Linked DNA regions of Sus scrofa: region 2 is linked to region 1. The links are chromatin contacts, called in public Hi-C maps. All regions are on one chromosome and are shown on one strand. The core of a region is the stretch at or near the end of the contact, and the rest is flanking DNA. Distances in the headings are between cores, read along the strand shown.

The links. Hi-C and Micro-C count contacts between places; a contact is called where the count stands out from the background.
Region 2: a contact with region 1 is called in a Hi-C map of retroperitoneal adipose tissue, with 2.2 times the contacts expected there. The contact joins the promoter of GADD45B here to the enhancer-like site in region 1. A contact is called at or near these places in 1 of 5 promoter capture datasets (liver), 13 of 47 Hi-C or Micro-C datasets (alveolar macrophages, embryonic fibroblasts, epiblast stem cells and 6 more) and 1 of 2 datasets of contacts at active chromatin or transcription factors (skeletal muscle).

Annotation. Positions count from the first base shown.
Region 1 is chr2:76,058,623-76,065,249 of Sscrofa11.1, reverse strand. The region is part of intron 4 of GNG7 (guanine nucleotide-binding protein G(I)/G(S)/G(O) subunit gamma-7); the gene reads right to left. Among named protein-coding and RNA genes, the nearest start is that of GADD45B, 50 kb to the left of the region's middle. Within about 2 kb of position 4,324, at least 20 of the 83 cell types and tissues checked have an H3K27ac peak or open chromatin away from gene starts, as enhancers often do. A contact at or near this core is called in omental adipose tissue and retroperitoneal adipose tissue, where this site is marked.
Region 2 is chr2:76,106,955-76,114,271 of Sscrofa11.1, reverse strand. GADD45B (growth arrest and DNA damage-inducible protein GADD45 beta) reads left to right here and starts at 2,814. Exons shown (of 5, transcript XM_005654701.2): 1 at 2,814-3,310; 2 at 4,198-4,548; 3 at 4,651-4,752; 4 at 5,136-5,358; 5 at 5,616-6,344. The coding sequence starts at 4,505. The coding sequence ends at 5,729.

The DNA of each region.
Region 1 (6,627 bases), core at 3,075-5,574:
GTGGGGTCACATCTTGTATGGGGACCTGTGTTCACCCAGGTGATTGGTACACCTGTCTGCCTGCCTCTCCCAAGGGCTGGCAGTTCCTTATGATATCTTTTTCTCAGGATGTTTTTCTCAGAAATATCTTCCACTCTGACCCCCTGAAGCATCATCACAGTGTGACTGCTCTGCCTAAAACCATCTCAAGTTGAAATTTTAAAGAGAAATAGGATATTTCACATCCACAGAATCACACAATCTGTGTCCTTCTGTGTCTGCTTCTCTCACTGAGCATTGTGGTCTCAAGGTCCATCCATATGGTAGCAAATGTTGATGCTTCTCTCCTTTTCATGGCTGAGTGATATTTCATCATATGCATGGAATGACTTTTTTTTTTTGGCTTTTTAGGGCCACACTGGCAGCGTATGAAGGTTCCCAGGCTAGGAGTCCAACAGGAGCTGCCGTTGTCGACCACAGCCATGCCAGATCCAAGCCGCATCTGTGACCTACACCACAGCTCATGGCAACACCAGATCATTTAACCCACTGGGTGAGGCCAGGGATTGAACCTGCAACCTCATGGTTCCTAGTTGGATTTGTTTCTGCTGGGCCATGATGGGAACTCCCTGGAATGACATTTTTAAGTAAACATTTTGCAAAAAAAAAAAAAAGAAAGAGGGAGTTCCTGTTGTGGCTCAGCAGTAACGAACCTGACTAGTATCCATGAGGACGTGAGTTCAATCCCTGGCCTCCCTCGGTGGGTTAAGGATCTGGTGTTGCTGTGAGCTGTGGCATAGGTCGCAGACAAGGCCTGGATCCCATGTTCCTGTGGCTGTGATGTAGTCTGGCAGCTGCAGCTCCAATTTGACCCCAGCCTCAGAACTTCCATATGCCGTGGGTTCGGCCCTAAAAAGAAAAAAAGAAAAGAAAAGGAGAAAAAAAAAAAAAAAAAGAAAAAGAAAAAGAAAAGGAAGAAAAAGAAAAGCCCTCATCTTGGTGTTGAAGTAGAAGCTATATATTTTCCTAATCAGAAGGAAAGTACGTACAACCACTATGGAAAACAGTATGGAGATATCTCAGAAAAATATAGAAACTTTAAATATAGAACTACCATATGACCCAGCAATCCCACTCCTGGGCATGTAACCAGACAAAACTTTCATTGAAAAAGATACATGCACTCCTATGTTCATTGCATCACTACAAACATTAGCCAAGGCATGGAAACAACAATCAGCAAATGTCCATCGACAGATGAATGGATTAAGATGTGGTGTATATACACAATGGAATATTACTTAGCCATAAAAAAGAAAATAATGCCATTTGCAGCAACATGAATGGAACTAGAGACTCTCATACTAAGTGAAGTCAGTCAGAAAGAGAAAGACAAATACCAGCGGGGCACGGTCCCTGTATCGTCCATGGCCCAGTGCATTTGGCAAAGAGTATAGACATGGGGGGACCCAGGTCTGAGGGTCTCCACACACTGGGGGGTGATGCTTCTTTTTCTGAGGAAGGACTAGGGCAGAACACTGGGGACATCAGTGACACCAGCACTGGGCCTGGGGCAGGCCTGAGTGGCCACCAGCGTCAGAGAAAACCCTGAGTGCCTCCTGTCTGGTTATGGTTTGTAAGTGATGCTGGGGATCTTGGAGTTCCCGTCCTTTTTTTTTTTTTTTTTTTATCTTTTTCAGCCACACTCACGGCATACGGAAGTTCCCAGGTCAGGGATCAAATTTGAGCTGCATCTGTGAACTACACTGCAGCTGTAGCAACACCAGCTCCTTAACCCACTGTGCCAAAGAGGGAACTCTGCATTTTCTCCCAGGACATGAGCAGGCTGTCCTGCCAGCTTCCAACACGGCTACACGTGTGTGCTCCTGAGAGGCCCCTGCATAATCACCTCTGCCCCCATGGAGGACAGCCCCTCCCCACCCCCCAGGAGGACTTATCATGTCTCTGTTCCTTTGCTACTGCTGGCTGGTGTTTCCTGGCAGTCATGTCTGCTTCCTTCTGGCTGGGCGGGTTAGATGGGGTAATGGGCACTCCCTCAGGCAGGCCAGGCACTGTGGGCTCTAAGGTGGCTTTCTACTCTGGGTCTGCCAGGATGCCTGACATGACTATGTGTCCGGATCGCTCTTGTGGCGGGGTGGGGGGAGGAACACATGGCAGACAGGGATCTGAGACCTTGTTGGAGGCAAAGCCAAGAAGCAGCCAGCCAGCCTGGGGCCCCGAGGCTGAGGCGCAGGGCAGATGGGAGAGTGGGATGGGCATGTAGCCCAGGCGGCCAGGGAGGACACCCCATCCCGCAGGGCATCTCTGGCAGGCAGACACAGAGGCCCCAGCAGACATGCCCCCTGCTCAGCCTGCGATGCCATCTCAGCACCGGAGGTGCTTTCCGGCTGCTCAGGAAGCAGTGACAGCGAGAATGCCATGCCTGCAATGGCTTTGAATTCCATACATAGCTCGCATAGCTGGGAGGGTGCCGCTCGGCCGGCCTGAGAAACGACACCGGCCACCAGTGCTGCCTCCTCACCAGAAGAGAGGACAGGATGCCAGTGGAAGCCTCTGAAAGTTGGCTGCTTCAGGCTGCGTAGAAGGAAAAGAATGTGAAAAATGTGGCTGGCGGGGCAGAGGCAAGGGGAGCAGGGCCTTCGAGGAGCGGCTTCTGGTTCTGGTGGCCCTAGAGGGAGCTCCTGAGGACCCCGCCCCAGCCGGCCAGGCTGTCATTTCCACAACCTGCAGAATGTGGACCTGCAGAGCAGCCGGTTCCTGGGAAGCCACGGCTGCACCTCTTCCCCCAGGGAGGTTCTAGGCAAGACCTAGACTAACTGCTCCGTTCATGGAAAAGCGGGTCACGTAGTGCTGGAGGATTGAAAACAGGGGGTTCAGGACTCTGTTCTCCCCCTAGCCCGCTGCTCCTCTGTTCTGCATCTCAGAGATACAACGACTAGAAGCAGCATGAGCTACCAGGCCTGGGATGAGGTGAGGTGGGAGCCCTGGCTCTCAGAGAGAGAGAATGTCCCCAAAAGGCCACCTACTGTCCTGAGGAGGATGAACTAGTCCAGGGTCTGTCCTCCCCCTGTCCCCCTACAGCCCTGCTGACACTGGTGCAGGTCATTCACTGTGGGAGGCAGAGCAGCATCCCTGCCCTCCCCACACCAGAAACCCCTTAGCTGTGACAACCACAGGTGTCCCCAGACATAGCCCCATGTCTCCAGGGGGCAGGACCACCCCTCCAGTTGAGAAGCACTGGATTAGAATCCCTTGACAGAGCCCTCATGTCAATGCCTCTGTCCTGAATTTTGCCATTAATGACAACAGGGAGGCTCATGAGACATGGGAATGAAGGTTTTATTTCTGGGGTGTGGTGCTGGTTTCAGGGCCTACCCTGAGTCAGGGCTAATGCCCCCCCCCCCACCTGTGACCTGGAGTGACCCCCCTGGGCCGCACCTGGGGGACTGGCTGGCAATTATGAAGCCTTTGTCACACACCCCACCTTCACCAGCAACCTAGCAAGGGCCTCGTGGGGTCTGTCCACACCTCTACGATGACGCCCAGTGACCTTGTGCCATCCCCTCTCTAAGTGTGCAGCACCCGAGAATACTAGGGGACATGGCTCTGGGGCCACCTTGTGTCCATGATAGGGGCTGTCCTTGGTGGGCCTACTCTAATCAGGGGAACAAGGGTGAAAGGGATCCCACATGAGGGAGAGCCCTTGTTGCCAGCTCTGACGATGGAGGTGGCTAGGTGACAAGAAATGGAGGAGGTTGCAAGGGAAGGGGAAGCCCAGTGCTATGGCTGCAAGGAACTGAATTCTGGAACAACCAAAATGAGCTCCAGATGAGGCTTTCAACTGCAGCCTGGTGAGGCCCTGAGCAGAGAGGGTGGCCATACCTCGGCCTGACCACTGACTCCCAGAACCATAAGCTGGACTCGATAGCTTGTTAGGTGGCCTGGAGAGCTGATGTGCTGGCCAGGGGGGCCTGAGAGGGGTCTTCTGACTGTCAGCCTGCTTTTTTCTAGCACTTTCTGTGCTAGATGCTGGTTGTGGGGCTGGCATCCACTCTTCCCGCTGGGCATGGACAGGACACTGAGCGGCTGCCCTTCTCTTTTGCACCAGCCCTGAGGCGCAGGTAAAGTGTGCAAACCAGAGGTATTCCTGGCGGCTTCTCCATCAGCAGGCCACCCTGCTCCAGGACATGAGCACCACATGCATGTCATCTCCTGATGGCACAGGAAGTCGGCCTTGGTGAATCCCAGCTCAGAGCCTGGCTGCTTCCAGGCAGTTCTGAAATCCTCCTCCCAGCCTCCTCATCCAGGCAGCTGGGGCTCGTATGGCCAGTGAGCTGGGTGAGTCAGAACCTGAGGAAGGTGGCCTTGTGGAAGGAGGCGGTGTTGGGCAGCAGGAGCCAGTGTCCCTGTTGTCCCCAGCCTTGTCCTGGGCCTGCAGAGCTCTGCTTTCGGGAAGGGGTGGGGGTGTGTGTGTGGAGGGGAGGCAGGCAGGCGGCAGAGACTGCTTGTCCTCGGAGAGAACAGAAACAGCCTTCATTTTGCTTTAAAACTTCCGGAACCGGTAGCTTTACAGCTCACCGAGCTTCTGAATTCTTTCCTCCCAGGGCCCGGCAGTCTGACCCTCATCCCCGCCTGACATTAAAGAGGAAGGAAAAAACACAAAACCCTCCCAAACACAAACCTCCAGCCAGATTTGACAGGAGGACAAACAAAGCAGGGGTGGGAAAGCAGGCTCTTCCCCACCGGGGCTAAAGAACTGCTCCCGCTCCCGGTACACTGCGTTCAGAAGCAGAGGAGGCGGGCGGGCTGCTGTGTTAAAGAGGAAAAAAAATCCCAAAGCAAAACAGAATGAGATGAGGTTTGGGAAAGCAGGCTCCGGGCTTCTGCTGAGAATAAGCCACCCTCTTGCAGGGCTGGGGAGCTGGCTGGCTGATGGCTGCACCAGTGTGCACCGTCATGGCTGTGGACCTTTTCTTTTCTTTCTTTTCTCTTTTCTTTCTTTCTTTCTTTCTTTTTTTTTTTTTTTTTGGTCTTTTTGTCTCTGTTGTTGTTGTTGTTGTTGCTATTTCTTGGGCCGCTCCCGTGGCATATGGAGGTTCCCAGGCTAGGGGTCGAATCGGAGCTGTAGCCACTGGCCTACGCCAGAGCCACAGCAACTCGGGATCCGAGCCACGTCTGCAACCTACACCACAGCTCACGGCAATGCTGGATCCTTAACCCACTGAGCAAGGGCAGGGATCGAACCCTCAACCTCATGGTTCCTAGGCGGATTCGTTAACCACTGCGCCACAAAAGGAACTCCCTTTTCTTTCTTTCTTTCTTTCTTTCTTTCTTTCTTTCTTTCTTTCTTTCTTTCTTTCTTTCTTTCTTTCTTTCTTTCTTTCTTTCTTTCTTTCTCTCTTTCTCTCTTTCTCTCTCTCTTTCTCTCTTTCTTTCTTTTTTTGCCTTTTAAGGCCGAACCCGTGACATATGGAGGTTCCCAAGCTAGGGGTTGAATCGGAGCTGTAGCCACCAGCCTACGCCACAGTCACAGCAATGCCAGATCCAAGCCGTGTCTGCAACCTACACCACAGCTCACTGCAACACTGGATCCTTAACCCACAGAGTGAGGCCAGGGATCGAACTCACGTCCTCATGGATGCTAGTCAGGTTCATTAACTGCTGAGCCATGACGGGAACTCCATGGCTGTGGATTTCTTGCAGAGAACAACCTGGCACCAGTGTCTGTGGTGCTGAGGGGGGAGCCCTGGTCTAAGCTCTGCAGAGATGCACGCACATTGTATGTTAGGGTGATCAGCTCAGAGGGAGGGGCAGGTGCCTTGCAGGGTCCTCAGCAGCTGGGGTGGGATGGTCTCCTGGTCTTGCCCCTGGCCCCAAGCAGGGTCACACAGAGAGGGGACCTGTGAAGGGCCACTCCCACCACACTGGCATTGGGACTTTACTACAAAGGAGACAAAATCTCTTACAGCCCCCCAGAAGCCAGGAGCCGAGCTACCCCCTACCCCCAGCCAGGGCTGGCTCTGGGCTCCCAGCTCTGGGCCTGAGCTTCTCCAGGGTCAAGGTCACCCTGGCCTGGCGTGGAGAGGGCTGGCCATGTAAGGGCCTTCTGTGACCTTGTGCATCGTGACCTTTGGTGGGATGCGGGGGCTGTGAAAGACCAGTTGGGTCTTTGCCAGGCAGACGTTTCCCAACAGAAGGCGCGTACCCCCTAGAGACCAGCGTCTTGTGACTCCCTGTCAGCTGGTCCTTTTGTACACGGGCTAAATTGGGTCCCCGGGCAGCTATATTTAGAAAAGGCTAGGAAAAAAAAAAAAAAAAAAGAATGAATGAGATGCCCACAAGCGAGGGGAAAACAGAGCTGCAGGGCAAGTGGCCGCCCTCGACTGAAGCCCGGAGGCGGGAGGACAATGAGCCGCGGTGACAGAGGGTGACAGTGCAGCTGATGCAGGAGCAGAAGAAAGGGCCCTCTCTGTCCACCCAGAGGATGACTGTAGTCATGTGAGGGTGTGCAAGCTGGGAACCAGGCCGGGCCAGTGCGCTGAGTGCCCGTGGATCAGGTCACCCCTGTTCTCAGCTTCCCGGCACCAAGGAAATGCCGTCACCCTGGCCCCGTGAGGGTGTAGCTCA
Region 2 (7,317 bases), core at 1,565-4,064, 51 kb before region 1:
AAGTTCCCAGGCTAGGAGTCAAATTGGAGCTACAGCTGCTGACCTACGGTCACAGCCACAGCAACGCCAGGTCGGAGCTTCACCTGCAACCTACAACGCAGCTCATGACAAACCAGATCCTTAACCCACTGAGCAAGCCCAGGGATAGAACCTGCATCCTCATGGATACTGGTTGGGTTTGTTATCACTGACCTACAATGGGACATCCAGATCATGTCTGTACTTAAAATCTTGACTTTTGTTCATCATGGGTGGGGAGTTCTTGACATACATTTCGGTTAAAAATTTTTGCAGGGGTGGAGTTCCCGTCGTGGCACAGTGGTTAACGAATCCGACTAGGAACCATGAGGTTGCGGGTTTGTTCCCTGATCTTGCTCAGTGGGTTAAGGATCCAGCGTTGCCGTAAGCTGTGATGTAGGTTGCACACGCGACTCGGATCCGTGTTGCTGTGGCTCTGGCGTAGGCCGGTGGCTACGGCTCCGATTAGACCCCTAGCCTGGGAATCTCCATATGCCGCGGAAGTGGCCCTAGAAAAGGCAAAAAGACAAAAAAAAAAAAAAAAATTTGCAGGGGCGAGCTCCTGTTGTGGCTCATTGGAGATGAAACTGACTAGTATCCATGGGGACACAGGTTCAATCCCTGGCTCCTCGCTGTGGATTAAGGATCCAGCATTGCCATGAGCTGTGGTGTAGGACTGAGGCTACAGCTCCCATTCGATCCCTAGCCTGGAACCTCCATATGCCGCAGGTGCAGCCCTAGAAAAACAAAAAATTAAAAAAAAACTTTTTTGGCTTCACTCACAGCATGCAGAAGTTCCTGGGCCAGGGATCGAAACTGTGCCACAGCAGCGACACAAGCCACTACAGTGACAATGCCAGATCCTTAACCTAAGGAATCACCAGGGAACTACTAAACTTTGAGTTCAGAATTGTTGCTCAGTGGTGGGTTGAAAACCTGACATAGTGTTCATGAGGATGCATGTTCAATCCCTGGCCTTGCTCAATGGCTTAGACCCAGTATTACCACAAGCTATGGCATAGGTCACAGATGTGGCTTGAATCCTGAGTTGCTGTGGCTGTGGCTTGGCCAGCAGCTGCAACCTCAACTGGACCCCTAGCCTGGGAACCTTCTTATGCTGCAGTTAAGGCCATAAAAAAAAAAATTAAGGCACAACATTGTAAATCAACTGCAATCAACTACATTATTTGCTTATTTGACGACTGAGTTTTGTAGCATTCCCTTAAAATTTGTGCCTGAGGTGGTGGATGCTTCACTCTCCTCACCATACAACCTGCCCTGGTTCCGATAAAACTTTGTGGACAAAAACAAGTAATGCAACACAACAATTACTGGAAACCACCCCTATGCCCAACAACAGGTGAATTGGATAAACTAAATATGGTCTATCCATGCAATATATTAGTCAGCATTAAATTAAAAGGAGGAAATTCTTTTTTTTTTTTTTTTTTGCTTTTTTTTTTTTTTTGAGGGCCGCACCCGTGGCATATGGAAGTCCCTAGGCTAGGGGTCGAATCAGTTACAGCTACTGGCCCGTGCCACAGCCACAGCAAGCCAGGATCTGAGGCTCATCTGCAACCTACACCACAGCTCATGGCAACACAGGATTGTAAACCCACTGAGCAAGGCCAGAGCTCGAACTTGCATCCTCTTGGATCCTAACCAGGTTCGTTAACCACTGAGCCACGAATGGAACTCCCAAAAGTAGGAAATTCTGACGTATACATGGATGAGACTTGAAGACATTATGTTCAATAAAATAAGTCAGACACAAGAGGATGAATACACTATGATCCCATCTATGGGAGGTTCCTTTTTTACTATTATTAAAGTATACTTGATTTACAACATCTCTTCAATTTCTGTTGTACAACAAAGTGACCCAATCACACACAGTTTCCTGTGCTGTGCAGTAGGAGCCCATTGCTGGTCCATTCCAAATTTAACAGTTTGCATACAAAAACCCTGAGTGCCCGTCCATCCCACTCTCTTCCTCCTCCCTAAAGGATAAAATTCATAGAGACAAAGTATAATGGTAGGTGACAGGAGCTGGTGGTAGCTCATGTTTAACTCCCAGGAGTTTATGTTGGGAATGATAGAAAATTTTGAGGTCTAGATCACGGTGATTGTGACACAGCATTGTGAATATATTTAACACCACCAAACAGTATGCTTACAAATGGTCAAAATGATATATAGCACGCATATTTTACCATAAAAAAAAAAAAACAACAGGGGGGGAGTTCCCGGTGTGATGCAGCAGAAACGACTCCAACTAAGAACCACGAGGTTGTCGGTTCCATCCCTCAGCCTCACTTTGTGGGTTAAGGATCCGGCATTGCCGTGAGCTGTGGTGGAGGTCGCAGACACTGCTCGGATCCTGCGTTGCTGTGGCGTAGGCCAGCAGCTGCAGCTCTGATTCAACTCCTAGCCTGGGAACTTCCATATGCCGCGGGTGTGGCCCTAAGAACAAAAACAAACGAAAAACAAAACTCGCAGCCCTGGGCAGTAGTTTACTTGATTTTTCAAAAAATTGCATCTATAAACTTATTAAATACATGTTGCACATATAAAATACTGTGTATACAAAATACTGCCGCTGTTACCTCAGTCCTCCTCCTCACCCGGCCCCCGCCGGTCTGTCCCTTCCGGCGCTGCGGGCCGCAGGGACCTCGTATGGCCGCCAGGTGGCGCCAACTCGCCTTACAGCGCCCAGAACATTTCGCGCCCCCACGGTGGGCGGCGCGGAGGCGGCGGGATGCGTCAGCTCGACCGCTGGCCGAGGAGCTGGGGGAACCGAGCGGCGGGGCAGAGACCAGACCCCAGGCTGGCGGGGGAGGGGGCGCAGCTGTGAGTCACCCGGGAGCCCCTGATCGACCGTGGGAGAAAGTCCTACGCGGGCCTGCCCGCCTGGCTCGTGAACTGCTTTCCCGGGGAGAGGGCGAGGCTGGCGGCAGTCCCAGAGTGCGGCCGTGCCTGGCGCACAAGTGTGGTTCCAGTACGAATTAACCCGTAGCTTGAGGGAGTGGAAGCCTCACGAAGCCTCAGTTTCCTCTTCTACATCATGCAGATAAGCATAGCCCTTGCTTCCTAGGTTCTTGGGGATTAAGAGATAAGGCAAGTGATAGGGGGAGCCTGATACACAGTACTCTCAATACACTCAGCGCCCTCTCCGGAGGGAGGAAGTAAAAGTGGCGAGCATCGCGGGAAGCGTGCCAAGGTGGCAGCACGCAACGCCTGCAAAAATGTTTTCCCTCGATCTCTCTCCGGCCTCTAATTCCCCCACTGTCAGGTGAGGCGCGGAGGTGCAAACAACCCAAAGTGAGGCGCCAGCAGGGGGCGCGGAACCTGCGAGGCGGAGCCACCTGCACCTCCCACGCTCGCCCCACCCTGAAACTCGCGGCGGGTGGGGAGGGGGCATCGCGTCTCGGTCCTAGGCTTTGCAACCCTTGCTTCTGGGTACCTCGAGGCGGCCTCTTACGACTACCAGGTCGTAACTGACTCTACGGAGTGCGTACTGTGTACCTCCCTATTAAAGTCAAGGCTTCCTGCAACCCAATGAGGACAGTGTGCATTGTCATAGGACAGGTGGGGACTCAGGCCGCCTTCGCAGCCCCCAACTTTGGAGACCTGGAGGCAGTCTCCCGCAACCATCACCGCTTGCTTGTTATTCGCTTACTGCGTACTCCTAATTTTATTTTGCACTCCTGCAACCCAAGGAGGCCAGCGCTGCATTCCCATTAGACAAGGGCCCAGAAAGTTAAGTCACCCTGGGTCTGGGGTCCCTGCAGCCTGGGGAGATCCCGGAAACCATCACTAGAAAGGATCAGGCTGCAAACAGTGCTCTCTCCCCATGCAAAACCCCAGCAGGACTTGGAAAGGTGCAGGCCGGGGACTCTCCGAGGACGGGGAGGGGATTCCAGGCCCCCCCGAAAGTCAGGGCCGCCTGGCGCGCTGGAAATCCCGCGCGCGCCCCGAAACGCGGCTCGGCTGCCGGGAAATCAGGAGAAAACTTCTGCTTTTTTTTTTTTCTGGCACTCAAACTCCCCGCTCCCCCCCTCGCGCCCTCCTCCCAGCTCTCGCCCCCACGTGGGGCGCCCCCGCACGGCGCCCCGCCCTCTTCCCACCGCCAGCCAACCGCGGCGCCTGTTTCTCTCGCCTTTGTTTTTCCTCCAATAGGAAGAGAAGACGGTCCACCGGGGCCACGCCCCTATTGTACAGTCTATAAGTGGCGGTGCCCGCGGCCGCGGGTTCAGATTATTGAAGCTGAGGACTCGCGCTGTTAGCGGTCGCTTCCTGGATTATTTTTTGCTGAGGTATTTGCAATCTTTTTCGTTTTTTGTGGAGAGGATTTCGCTGCGATCTGAAGGTCTAGACGAACGCTCGGGCTCCGTGGGAAGGCTTTGGGCTCTCCGGCCTCGGATTTTTCATTTTCATCCTTGGAACTGTCGTGTGGCTGTTTTCCACTGTGGATTATAACTGCAACATGACACTGGAAGAGCTCGTGGCATGCGACAACGCGGCGCAAAAGTAAGTAACCGGGGCCCCGCCGCCTGAGGTCGGCCGGGCCGGGCGGGGACCGGAGTACCCGGTGGCCGATCCGGCGCTGACCCCCATCTTCCTTGGCTCCAGGATGCAGACGGTGAGCGCCGCGGTGGAGGAGCTGCTGGTGGCCGCGCAGCGCCAGGACCGCCTCACCGTGGGGGTGTACGAGTCGGCCAAGCTGATGAATGTGTGAGTCAGACCCCGTCCCCGGGATGGGCGCGGGTGGGGACTCCCTTCGCTTTGCACGATCCTTGCTGCGCCCCTCTCTTGCATGGGGCTGGGACATCTCCATGTGTCCCTACTGTGGGTTGAGGGCCTTTCTGCTTTCTGAGTGGGGAGGCTGCAGTATCCCGGTGCTGCATCATGTGTAAGCAACCTCCCCATCAATATCCCTGCCTTACCTCCCCCCGCCCCCGCCCAGAACCTTGAACCGAACATCACCTCCATCCCACCGTCTGCAGGCATACACGATTCCCGGCAACCTGCGGTGTCTTTGCTTTTGCAAACTCCGCGCTGCGCGGTGGCCCCTCCCCAGTCCCCAGCTGACCCATCGCCCTCCTCTGGCCCCTCAGGGACCCTGACAGCGTTGTCCTGTGCCTCCTGGCCATTGACGAGGAGGAAGAGGATGACATCGCCCTGCAGATCCACTTCACCCTCATCCAGTCGTTTTGCTGTGACAACGATATCGATATCGTGCGGGTGTCAGGAATGCAGCGACTGGCACAGCTGCTGGGCGAGCCGGCCGAGACCCAGGGCACCACTGAGGCCCGGGACCTGCACTGCCTCCTGGTCACGGTGAGCTGGGCCTCCGCCCTGCCCCGCCCCACCCGCACCTGGGCCGGTGTTTGTCAACAAAGCCGAGCTGACCGGTCTGCACCAGCTCAGCGCTCAGCCACGTTAGGCATGTCCCGTGGGCAGCCCGCTGGCCTTAGGGCCTCATCACCCAGCGAGCTATTTTGAGCCAGCTTGTTTTCCCCAAAGGGGCCCTGGGAGGGGGAGGTTCCCCACCCCCTTCTGGAGCTCCCACTGAACCCGGTCTTCTCCTCCCACAGAACCCTCACACAGATGCCTGGAAAAGCCACGGCCTGGTGGAGGTAGCCAGTTACTGCGAAGAGAGCCGGGGGAACAACCAGTGGGTCCCCTGCATCTCCCTCCAGGAACGCTGAGACCCTTCTGGTCAGAACCTGTTGCTGCCAAAAAATAAAACAAAATAAATATTTGACACCCCTCCCCCCAGAACAACCCCCCAAAACAACCCAACCCATGAGACCATCGGGGGCAGGATCACTGGAGACTGAAGACAGGAGAGGGGAGTGCGCAGCGGTGCCCAGCCTGGAGCAGCACGCCAGAAGTGGCCACCGTGTGAGGAGAAGATGGGACCCAGGCCAGCAGGAGAGGGGACCCCGGAGCTCGGGCCTGGTGACAGAGCAGAAGCTGCGGTGGGGGAGCTGCTGCCTCCCTCACAGTGGAGGGCCTGGACTCCACATTCCGGGAGTGGGGTGAGACTGCACCCCCATCCTTCTTGAGACGGGAGCTGTCATCTGCAGATGGGCCTTGCTTGGCAGAGGGTCTGCACCCTGGCCAGGACTTAGACTTTGGGACTTGGGAGCAGGGGCTGAATTTGCTCTGTACCCAGGAACTCCCAGTTTGCAAACTAAATAGACAATCTATTTTGTTACTTGCACTTGCTACTTGAACCACTGAAAGAGAGATGGGAGGCTTACAGATACATATATTTTTACTTCTACTATGACGGCCTTGTAATAAATTTCTAAAGCTTCTGGGTTCTTGCATACTTGTGCCCCGGCCTCAGGGAGCTACTGGGACCCCTCTGCCCCACCTCCCGCTGGCACTCCAGCAGCGCTACCCCTGCCCACCCACCCCCTCTGCAGGCTCACCAGGAAGTGTTACTTAAGTCCGAGTTAGCTGCTCCAGGCTCCTTGCAAAAACAGTGCCTCTTCTCTCTGCAGCCGGCGCCACCCAGGTCCAACAAATCTTTGACTCTTTTTTTTTTTCTTTTCCCCTCCTCCTGCCCCATAGCAATTAAAAGACCGGTTTATTACGAAACCTGGCCGCCGTGCCTCTGCTGTTACTGGCTGTTCTGGAGCCAACCCCAAACTCTGGGCACATATAGATGCACCCCTAGGGGGCTGGCCGCGGCCCCTGGCTGTCCAGCCGGCAACGTAGCCCAGGTCCTTAGAGGTCAAGGGGGCACCTGCGGCCACACTGCTAGGGGGGCTGGGAGCTCAGAGCTGCCTCTGGGCTTGCGCTTTGCAGGAAGTTTTGGGGATCACCCCCCAAGGGCACCCCCCGACACCCAGGTCTTCCTTCTCCCAGGATGGGCCTCTTCACTGCACTAAAGAAAAAAAGAATTTTTCTTCTCTCCCCAAACCGAAATCAACAAGCAGAAAAATATCCCAAGGAAGTCGTGCTGATGGCCCAGTTGGGCTTGGCACGCTGCTCTAAACCGAAACTGAGGCCTGGCCGGCCACCTCCCTGGTCTCCCCAAGTCGCAGGCGTGGCGTCGCCCCCCGCCCAGCGCTGGGAGCTGGGATCGCGGCCCACTCCCTAATTCCGGCCTCAGTCTTGCCGCCTCTGCAGCATGGTCTGCAATACCCCTTCCTCTACCCTGCATCCCAGGCCTGGGAACCCAGCCGGGAGGAGACCCGCGGACCAGCCGCAGGCCGCGACCTTTCCACGAGGCCCCACGTGGGCGCGTGAGGAAAACCCCGGCGGCCCCCTCACCGCACCCCC